3 separate regions of the Zea mays genome follow, and regions 1 and 3 are each linked to region 2. The links are chromatin contacts, called in public Hi-C maps. All regions are on one chromosome and are shown on one strand. The core of a region is the stretch at or near the end of the contact, and the rest is flanking DNA. Distances in the headings are between cores, read along the strand shown.

Region 1 (3,610 bases), core at 185-2,684, 190 kb after region 2:
AACCGAGACGAATCATTGACCTCCACTTTGTGTGGAGTGCTAATGGAGAAATTTCATGGAGACGTTAGACAATCAAAATGTTTTACCACTATTACTATATTTAGCTTTCTTTAATTTGTGGCTAATTCATATATTCTAATAGCCTTATTTTTGTAGGTCGCGTCAATGACCCAATGGACCGACCGACCTATTTCTATCTTGATGGACGTAGCTCGAGCCTATTCACATACGACAACCGATCATGCCTAGGCCTGGACATTCGGTAAAATCTGAAACTTCGACTCGGTTATTTCAGTTTTAAAAAACTTTGGTTTTCAGAACAACAGACCGATTGGTGTATAGAATATAGAGAAACCGATCAATTCGGTTTTCGATGTTTTTGGTTTTACCGAATAACCGAAACACATGTAATCCAATTTCCTAGACTGTGGCCCTGTATACATGATGCATGCGACCCACCCAATTTTGAGACAAAAATACAATCAACTTCTAGAAACTAAAACAACACATCCATTCATCCAACATACTGATTACTGAATGTTTACAATAACTGAAAGTTTGAAACTTTCGACATTCAACCATACAACAAACTAAAAGTTCACAGAATCATAGCCGACCAGATGGGCGTGGTCGACCAGAGGATGAGACCCGCTGCAGGTGAACCAGGACTACTGGATCTAGACGAGGGTGCGTCGCCGATGAACGAGGATGAGGATGAGGATGAGGCCCGTGAGTGGGTGAGGTGCCGTCGTGTCGAAGTTGGTCGGTGGATGAACCAGGATGCGCCGTTGTCGCCTAGATGGAATGAAGCTGCGTCTGCGAGAGATTACCTGATTAGGGTTCGTGGCTGTGGCTTCGTGCTCGTGCCACAGCATATGCGGCTGGCCGATGCGATGCCCGCTCCGCGGCTCTTATACCCACTCCACTTCCACCACAGCAGCCCAGCCTAGGTGTTATGGCCAGTGGTGGGCTGGTGGCCAATAAGATACTTTGTTGTACCTAATTTCAAATTTAGTGTTTGGTTAATTCGGTTCTCTATAGTATAAAAAATGAACCCAACACCGTAAACCGAAATTTGTAAAATATAGAACTGAATCCGAACACCAAACCATCGAAACTTCGGTTGGGTTTTTAAAAATTTGGTTCCATGTTGGTGAAAAAAATGCCCACACCTAATCACGCCCTCAAGGAGAGGCTTGAACAGTTGAGCGTACCATTTTTACTTAAGGACAATAATAAACTTTGCAACACGCATCACAAGGGCAAACAAGAAGTTCCGTTGCAAAGTCCGCCACGTTCCGTTGAGAAAGAGGTAAACCTGTCTGTCGCCCGTCTCCGGCGCTCCCAAAGCCCCGCAGCGCCAAAAGCCCAAACCCCCGTGGGCCCACGACCCCATCCTCCATATACACTGATACACACGGGCAACGCTCCGCCTCGCAGCCAGCAGGACACCACTCATCTTCTTCTCCCCCGCCTCGTTTCCATCGCCACCACCCTCTTCTCCTGCGGTCCTCCCCCGTCCCACTCCCACCCCCCTCGCCTCCGCCTCCACTGCAGCTGCCGCCATGCAGAGCCTCCTCCTGCCCACCGCTGCCGTGGCCCCGGTGGCGCCTCCGTGCGGAAGGCGGAATCTCCCGGGACGCCTCTCCGTCCGCGCCTCCGCGACGGTGGTAGCGGCACCGCGGCGGGAGACGGATCCCAAGAAGCGGGTGGTGATCACGGGGATGGGGCTGGTCTCCGTTTTCGGGAACGATGTAGACGCTTACTACGACCGCCTGCTAGTCGGGGAGAGCGGCATCGGGCCCATCGACCGCTTCGACGCTTCTAAGTTCCCCACCCGCTTTGCCGGTCAGATCCGGGGCTTCTCCTCCGAGGGATACATCGACGGAAAGAACGACCGCCGCCTTGATGATTGCCTCCGATACTGCATCGTCAGTGGCAAGAAGGCTCTCGAGGCCTCCGGTATCGCCCACGGCTCCAAGCCCATGGAAAAGGTAGCTAGCACTGGAAACACACCTCGGATTGCTTTTGTTTTAAATGCTGATTTTTACTGTCAGGTAGAGCTGTCAATTGCCTACGTTGGGACCTTCGGTCAGATATAAACAAACAGTCTCTGGTATTGCGCTTTTGATAAATCTGGGGACGTTGGTTGGTTCATTGTGTGATGCTGACTACAATTTACTTGTTTTTGGATTGGAATGTGACTCCGGGGATGGTGAGATTCGTGACCTTTGATGGCTTAGACGCAGAGACGCTAAATAGTGGCAGGATATGCCATCTTAGCTTGGCCCGAGGAGTAACACTTGTGTTCAGTCTAGACTCTGAAATTAACGATCTCTATGACACATTTAGATATCATGTGGAAAGGAATAAAATGTGCTATCCCGGATGATCGATTGTAGTTTGAAGTTGATAGGGTTCTTCTGGTTCTTCAACTCTTTGGTGCATAACAGGGAAACAAGGTGAAACTTTTTTAATATTAGTATTGGTTTCTGTAGTGCTAGATACTTCAATAAGGTTTTTGCTGTAAAGGGTCTCTGAATGCATTCATGTCCGCATCATAGGAACTCCTGAACTTGGCAGAATTGCTTAATCTAAAGAGCATTATGCCGTAAATTTTCAGCAGCAAATTGCTCGTCAGGATTTGTGCAGCAGTGTAGATATATAGTACAGTCTCTATTTTTGAGTAGTAAGCACAATGCTACAGTTGTCTATTTGGCTAAATTAGCGCATCGATTTCCATTGCAACCGTGGTGTAGGGCAAAACGACAAGTGTCTTACAATTAGAACAGTATTAACATAGGCACAACAGGTTTAATTCGTATTAACATAGCTCTGCGAAAATCTGTTGTTTCGTTTGATGATTCACTTGCATTATGGTGATTTTTCTAGCAAAGTACTACCTTTTTCCAGGCATATTGTGGACGGATAGTGTCATTAGAAGCATATTTTAACCATTATTGTTTTATAATATTGCTAGTCTCTGCAAAATCAATGTCGCATTAAAAGTTGTTTGAGTATAAATCTGTTGATATAGCTTTTGTACTCCAAACACACATAATTTGACTAATTGTTGGTTGGGTTTACGAGTTTGGTTTCTTCAAAATAAACACGCCCTACAGGTCAGAGGGAGTAGCATTTTTGGATTAAATCAAATTGTCTTCTAGCACATCAAACTATGGTTTGTACTGTATTGATAGTAGTTTCATCTGGTAGTTTGATATTTTTACTAGTACTATAAGATTTTTTCACTGTTAATGCTACATTTGATGCTAATTGGTAAAATATTCTCTCTGGCAGATTGACAAGACCCGGGCCGGTGTGCTTGTGGGCACTGGTATGGGTGGCCTCACGGTGTTTTCGGATGGTGTCCAGAATCTCATTGAGAAGGGATACAGAAAGATAACTCCTTTCTTCATCCCATATGCTATCACAAACATGGGTTCTGCCCTGCTTGGAATGGACATTGGTTTCATGGGTCCAAATTACTCCATCTCAACTGCCTGTGCTACCTCGAACTACTGTTTCTATGCTGCAGCAAACCATATCCGTAGAGGCGAAGCTGATATAATGATAGCTGGTGGCACTGAAGCTGCAATTATTCCAATTG
Region 2 (3,539 bases), core at 33-2,532:
GGAGTTGAACCCCTGTGGCGTGGGTTGCAAGTATCCCAGCTCCAGGCTCCAGCACACAAAAGCTAATAATTATTGGCCAAGAGAAAGAGACAAAAAAATATTCAGGAAAGTCCGGTGCTGCTGGCAGTAGAACAAAAAAAAGTTGAAGCGGAAAGAAAGATAAGCGTTGAAAAGTAAACCAAAGATTGCTGCTGAAAAGTAAACAAAGAGGAGCATGTACGCAGAGCAGCAGCCGCCTCCAGCGATAGCCGGAGACAAAAGGAGAAAGAAAAAAACCAAAGGAATTTCGGCCATGGCTTTTCAGTTCGAGTCATATCAATCCATGTCCAAGTTTGTACTGCGACTGAACGGTTTGATGGGAGAGCAAATTTAAACCACAAGTATCACCATCATTAATTCATTATCATACGATGATACAAGAACGTAACTGAAACACAGTATATATATATATATATATATATATTTACAAGACCGTCCAGGAGATGAAAGAGCAAACTGAAATCCCAGTCCCAGTGGGATTACATAGACAGTGAGCTTACCACAAATCCAGAAGCGCAAGCACTAGGCCAACATATACGGAGGAAAACAAAATAAAAGTATCCTCCTTTTTACCGGCACGGGCCACGGGGGCACGCCAAACATTAATCACCCCCTTCTCCTTCAGACGCCGCCGCCATCAGAAAGCCCAGACGCGCTGAGCTCCGAACGGATCGAGCAGAACGAGGACCTAGCAGTGGTCCGGTCGTCCAGACGCCTGCAGCGACGACACGCCGACGCTTGGCGCAGGTTATTTTTATAGTCAGGAGAAGGAGGGGGGGATTGCTTGTTGCATCACTTCACGTTCAGGCGCGCGACGTCGTCGCGGCCGCGGTCGAGGTGCCCGTCGGCGCCGAGCTGCACCACGGCCGCCGCGACGAGAGCCACCGTCCCCGCGAGGAGGGTCGCCTTGGCAAGGCCCGACACGAGCGCCCCCTCCGCCCCGGCACGGGCGTGCACGCGCGCGAACGCGAGCAGCGGGGTCAGCGTCAGGGCGGCCAGGACCGCCGGGACCAGGGAGGCCGCGGCCAGGCGCGCGAGGCCGCTCTGGGTCGTGGTCGTGGTCGTGGTGTCCGCGCCGAGGAGCTGGAGGCAGCACAGGGCTGCGGTGAAGCCGAACATAACGGTGAGCGCGATGGAGGACGACGCCATGGCAGCAGAGAGCGGGTGCGGGTGCGGGTGCGGGTGCGGCCGTGCGTGGTGGAGTTCCTTGTTGGCCTTGCGAAGCGAAGGGAGGAGATGAGACCCAGGAGCCAGGAGGAGAGAACAAAGGCGGGCGCGGGACCTTTTTTATATAAGATAAATAAGACACAGAAGGACGGCGCATTCTCTACAGAAATGCTTCCAGAATCCAGATGGACGGCGTGGCCGCGTGGATAGCGATGGGTCCCGCCGCGACATCGTGGCGCTCGATTTGAGAAGAAGAAAAAAAATAAGGTGCCGTGTGTTGCAGGAGGACAAATTGCATTGTAAAAAGCGTTTATCATAGTGGTTCATTTTTACGGTCACCTTATAAAACACCGTTTTAGTTAATGGAGATAGTCTTATAGTTTAACCTGTTGTGAGTTGTATGTTTTAAAAGTTAAATCTTGTTTGGTTACAGTTGATATGAAACTGATAAACCGTAGATCTCATATGTTTGTCTATATAAGCAGAAATGTGGAAATAATAGAGGGAGATGATCTAATTAATGTCGACATGCAGCGCCTCCAAAATTTCCACCAACGCCGAGTCGGACGGACGGGCATCTGTACTGTCAAACCAGTGACATCCACGGAAACCGTCTGGCGAATCAGAGCACTCCTCACCTAGTCACCTGAGACAAAGAAAGAAGAAGAAGAAGTCAAAAAGGACCACGTGATCTCCTTAGCGTATGTATATGGAAGAGACATCGAAATATTTCTTCAAGCAAAAGAAACAATTAAAAGACTATACTATATAATAGAGTATCTATAAATATAATTTATTAATAAATATAGAAGTAAATGTGTTTGTACAGTATCAAGTCGATAGAACAGATAATAAATTTGTCCAGCAGAAGTGAGACGTCTATTACTATTTAATTTAAAAGCTACAGGCGTCTCTTCACGGAGATACGACTCTACAATTTTTTTTGTAAAATACCCCTTTAGACATACTAAACACTACTGTACGTGATCAGATAGTACACTCGAATCTCCTTATCCTGGTCGGTACTAGTCACTCGAACCAGACATGCAATGCAAAGCAAGCAGCCAAGCACAGACGACGACACACGGAACCTCTCGAGCGAAAAGCTCCCAATCCCACTGGACTGAACAGTTTGTTCCGCGCAAGTTGGACGAATTTTCGCAAGAAGCCAAAATGCCCAAACTAGAATACACAGACGCGCGCGAGGGCTCAGGAATGCTTCCTCGAAACTTACCCGTCCCTCAAACTCGATGGATGAGATCGAGAGACACGTCGATCGTCGGACCACGCCCGTCCCGTTTCATGGATGCACGTCTCGCGTCATGGATGGTAATGGAAGCTGCTGGACCAACAGACTATATGTATGATGTAAATAATAAAAAAACCGAACGTGGCACGGCTCTCCTCGGCCGACACTCACAGAGACAACCAAAGCGTGATGCATTGGTGATCGCGTCGCGTCATCTCGTCGTTTGCTCACTCTCCATGGTCATGCATGGAACTCATGCATGGTCTATAAAGCCATGCAGTCAGCAGTGACGATCATCATCATCATATAACGAAGCCGCTTACAAACACAAAAACACACTGTAGCAGACGTAGATCGATCGTTTTTTATAATAATAATTGTCATCTTAGTTCTCGTGAGGGAGAAGTGAACCACGGGACGGGTGCGATTCTCATGCCCAGGTGCACTCGCTCCACGTCAAAAGGATCTTGCCTTGCGGACGCCTCCTCATTTGGCAGGTTACAAAATAATAAGTAAATAGAGATCTAATAAGTATTACAAGTACTACGTAAGAGTATATAATAATAACGGGAAAAAAAGTAAATAGATCTAAGTTGCGTTGTATTTAATTTTGTGCTCGATCGACTGGGTCAGCGTCCTGCCCTAGCTGGTTCTGTAGAACCAAACAGGCTAGATAGAGCCCTCGTTTATTAATCTTTTTTTAAAGTTACAGCACAACATTAACACAAAAAAAGCCTCGTTCATTACGCGTTCCTTTCTCACGAAGGCTTCGCTCATGACTTGGTCTACGACGATTATGATCACACTGTATCGTGCTACCGCTCCGTTCAAAAGCAAATCATCCGAGTCACCCGACGGCGGGGCAATATGGGCGTGTGAGTGGGCCAATCGTCTGTTTTTGCTTCAAGTGCTTCCCCTTCGGTTTATTCATTCAAACCACGCCTGCTTTTTGGCGGCTATATATGTCGTCATTTCTTGTCCACGCAGCTGATATTGCAAAGTCCAAGTATCACAAAAAAAATTTGAAAGCGTTGGAAAAAAAAAGATTTCTTCTTCGACAGCTCATAAACATCAACTCCTAATA
Region 3 (3,554 bases), core at 63-2,562, 200 kb before region 2:
GTCAGGAGCATGCGCGATGACCAAGAAGGGATACGCGCTCAGAAAGATCTAGCATTGTTTGCTCTATTAGGTGTTTCCCATTCCATATTGTAAATACTCTTAGGCCCACATGTCGGGTCTTGAACTCCCTTATAACGTGCCTCCCTTAGATTATAAATGGAAGTGCACTTGCTCCGTAGCAAAGGAGGTCGATTCACACTTAGGTCGCCCACTACTAAGTTCTCAGGCAATATAACTTATAGTGGAGGTACGATATTACTCTTTGGCAGCCTGAACTACTCTAAACACTTGTGTTCTTGTGTCCATCTGAAAGGCTAAGTAAAACAATTAAGCCTACTGGACCAGGCTCCGCCGCCCGGCCGGCGAGCTAGCAGGTACCCCTCCGAACGGCGGTGGTTGGGTCCGCATCTTCTTCCTTGCCTTCTTCCGCTTTGTGTCGACAACGAGGTCATAGGGGGAGTCTGCGGCTACAGGAACTCCGGGAGGCCGCAGCCAGGCTGCCATGGAGGCCGCGCTTCTTGGCACCGTCGCAGGAGCCCCCGCGCCCCTGAGCAATAGCCCAGCAGGGCCGCTGCCCGCTGGGAGCCTCCGCGCACACCCTTGGGCAGCAGGCTAGCAGCGCCGCCGGGGTCCTCCATGCTGGGGAACGAGATCCTCTGACGTGGGGAGAGGGCACTGCCGCGTGGTCCCCGCGTGCGGTGACCCTACTGCCCCCTGCAGTACGTCAGAGGAACCTCCTCCCCATGCTGAAAGGGAGCAGCGGATGACACTCCGCCTTCGCGCAGTCGACATAGCGGCCGGTGGCGTCGATTTTTTTTCTCTCTCTCGAATCGGGATGTGCTTCTGGGAGACGACGAGACGATACGGAGGCTTAATAACGGATGCAAAACGGGTCCCTATCCTACCCACATCGTTCTTTGTCCCTCGAACCAAATAAACAAACAATCCTATGCCCTGCAACAACCAATCTGCGAACTCCAAGCTAAACCAAACACGCCCTCTAAAACACAGAGGCGTGGTGGTCCACCTCCCCTCACAGCTAGCTAAGCATTAACCCAATCCAAACTCTGGAGGCCCCGCATGTCAGCCGTGCCATGCTCCTCGATCTATGACTCGAGTTCTACTGCTCCAGGCCAACCAGAAAGCGGGAGAAAAAGCACTGTAGATCATCGATGTGACGTCCCAGTGTCCTTCGCCCCCACTCTCTCTCGTCACAGGAAACACATTCTCTCTCTAGCGGCCCCCTCTCAAACACAAACAGCCATTCTCTCTCCCTCTCAAAACTCCAAACTAGAGCTAGAGGCCTACGAAGTAGTAGGAAGCTGCTGCTCTCCTCCATAGCCCCTACCCCCTCCCCTACGCTGCCACTCTATCGCCCAGCCATACAGCAGCTACCCCGCTGCCTGTCACTGAGCCAGCGCGGCGCAAGTGCGCAAAGCCGAGCGCGAGAACCCACGAAACCAACCCAGAGCCCCCATTAAGGCAGGCTCGCTGCAGCACGTCTCGCGCTCCATCGCCGCCTGTCCTCTTCCTGTAATGTCACTCCCCCGATGCCTGTGCGCAGCTCAGTGGCCATGACGACGACGGCCGCCCGTGCTCTCGCCGCCCTCGTGCTCGTCACCGCCGCCGCCGCCGCCGCCGCCGTCGCCGACGATGGTTGCCGATCTGTTCCGTTCTCTCTTCACCCGTTTCGCTTTCTTTCTTCTCTGGGAGTCCTCTTGTTGCGTACTGGGGAGCAAAGATTCAGGGGGGGCGGCTGGGTTCGTTAGGATTAGTATTTTATTAGCGCTGCAAGTACGCGCTTTTTGGAGGCATGGTGATTCGCTAGTGTTCTATTCCACCCCCTTTTTTTATTGCTGTAAGCCCGTAACCCGAGTCTTAACTTAATCCTTGTGAGCTGTGCCTCTTCTCATCTCATCTTCTTGCCTAGTACGAGCTTTTAACTATCCTGTCCATGTTTCAAAATGTGCTTACTATCTCTCTTCATGTTCGGTTCTGTTTATATGTGCCTTCTTGTGCTGCTTGTTGGAGCAAATGCTCAGAGCATCCTTAAATCGTTTGAGCATCCATCATTGTTTCTTCATTTGGCCCTTTCAGTGCTGGAAGCTTGGTTTCTGCTGCTAAGCCTTGTTCTATTCCTGTGTGGTTTTAGCTGTGTTTTGGTTTTGCCATCCTGATCCAGTTTCCTATATCTGAATGAATCCAAGCAACTTCATATTTCACCACCGTGTCGTATCTGTGCTTTCCAAATCTTGACGTCCCTCGCTTTCCTGCCTGCAAGCACTAATCCAGAATCCAACTACCACGTTACCCAACTCCCTTTCTGCGGAGATTCCGTTTGCCGAGAACTGTCTGCTCGGATTTCTACCACTCTGTAACCCGTTCTTTGTGCTAACGCGGCTGGCTCTGCACCTTCCAGGGGCGGCGCTGGTGGAGATCAAGAAGTCCTTCCGCAACGTCGGCAACGTACTGTACGATTGGGCCGGCGACGACTACTGCTCCTGGCGCGGCGTCCTGTGCGACAACGTCACGTTCGCCGTCGCCGCGCTGTAAGAATGGCGTCTCGTTAAAACTCTGCTCTTTTTTTTCCCCAACGACAGCGACGTGTGGCCACTGATCCGGGTTATGGCGCCAATGCAAATGCAGCAACCTCTCTGGCCTCAACCTTGAGGGTGAGATCTCTCCAGCCGTCGGCAGCCTCAAGAGCCTCGTCTCCATGTACGGATGGTTTCTTATTTGTCCAAACGACTGCTGTTGGTTGGATTTTTGTTTTCTGAGTCCTGACCGGTGTTTAACTGGCCTCTTTTGCATTCACATTCAGCGACCTCAAGTCAAATGGCCTATCCGGGCAGATCCCTGATGAGATTGGCGATTGTTCATCACTTAGGACGCTGTAAGTTCAACTTCGATTAACCCGTGTTTACTTGTGGTTGTGGGTTTAACTGAATATAGTGCTTTTATTCAAACTTTCCTTTTTTTCTTTCTTTTAGGGACTTTTCATTCAACAACTTGGACGGCGACATACCATTTTCAATATCAAAGCTGAAGCACCTGGAGAACTTGTGAGGCTTCTTCTCTCTGGAATGTGCATAGAAATACATGCCGTTTTGGCTTTGGAAGTTCTTACAGATCTTGTGGCGCTGTTTGTGATTTCTAGGATATTGAAGAACAACCAGCTGATTGGTGCGATCCCCTCAACATTGTCACAGCTCCCAAATTTGAAGATTCTGTAAGTTACTATTGTTGCATGATTCTTATAAGGTGGATCAACTAGCATGGTCCAGAATTTCTAATGTGATGTGCACTCCAGGGACTTGGCACAAAACAAACTGACTGGGGAGATACCGAGGCTTATCTATTGGAACGAGGTTCTTCAATACTTGTAAGTCATCTTGAGGTTCAAGAAGTTTCTACTAGTGCTGGACTGCTGGCATACATTGCTACTACGTTTAAGGGCCTGGCTAAATTAGTAACTATAATAATTACTAGGGGTTTGCGGGGAAATCATTTAGAAGGAAGCCTCTCTCCTGATATGTGCCAGCTTACTGGCCTTT

What was found. A called contact is a pair of places that touch in the nucleus more often than the background predicts.
Region 1: a contact with region 2 is called in a Hi-C map of tassel, with 2.3 times the contacts expected there. The contact joins the promoter of LOC100279917 here to the promoter of LOC100276661 in region 2. A contact is called at or near these places in 3 of 25 Hi-C or Micro-C datasets (ear, endosperm and tassel).
Region 3: a Hi-C map of leaf mesophyll shows a contact between it and region 2, with 1.7 times the contacts expected there. The contact joins the promoter of LOC100193598 here to the promoter of LOC100276661 in region 2. A contact is called at or near these places in 4 of 25 Hi-C or Micro-C datasets (ear, leaf mesophyll, root tip and 1 more).

Annotation. Positions count from the first base shown.
Region 1 is chr6:119,433,776-119,437,385 of Zm-B73-REFERENCE-NAM-5.0, reverse strand. LOC100279917 reads left to right here and starts at 1,434. Exons shown (of 7, transcript NM_001156167.1): 1 at 1,434-1,994; 2 at 3,301-3,610. The coding sequence starts at 1,566.
Region 2 is chr6:119,621,741-119,625,279 of Zm-B73-REFERENCE-NAM-5.0, reverse strand. It overlaps LOC100276661, which reads right to left and starts at 1,282. Exons shown (of 1, transcript NM_001150393.2): 1 at 369-1,282. The coding sequence starts at 1,188. The coding sequence ends at 832.
Region 3 is chr6:119,822,901-119,826,454 of Zm-B73-REFERENCE-NAM-5.0, reverse strand. LOC100193598 reads left to right here and starts at 1,312. Exons shown (of 27, transcript NM_001358834.1): 1 at 1,312-1,656; 2 at 2,420-2,549; 3 at 2,647-2,718; 4 at 2,822-2,893; 5 at 2,991-3,062; 6 at 3,158-3,229; 7 at 3,311-3,382; 8 at 3,490-3,554. The coding sequence starts at 1,551.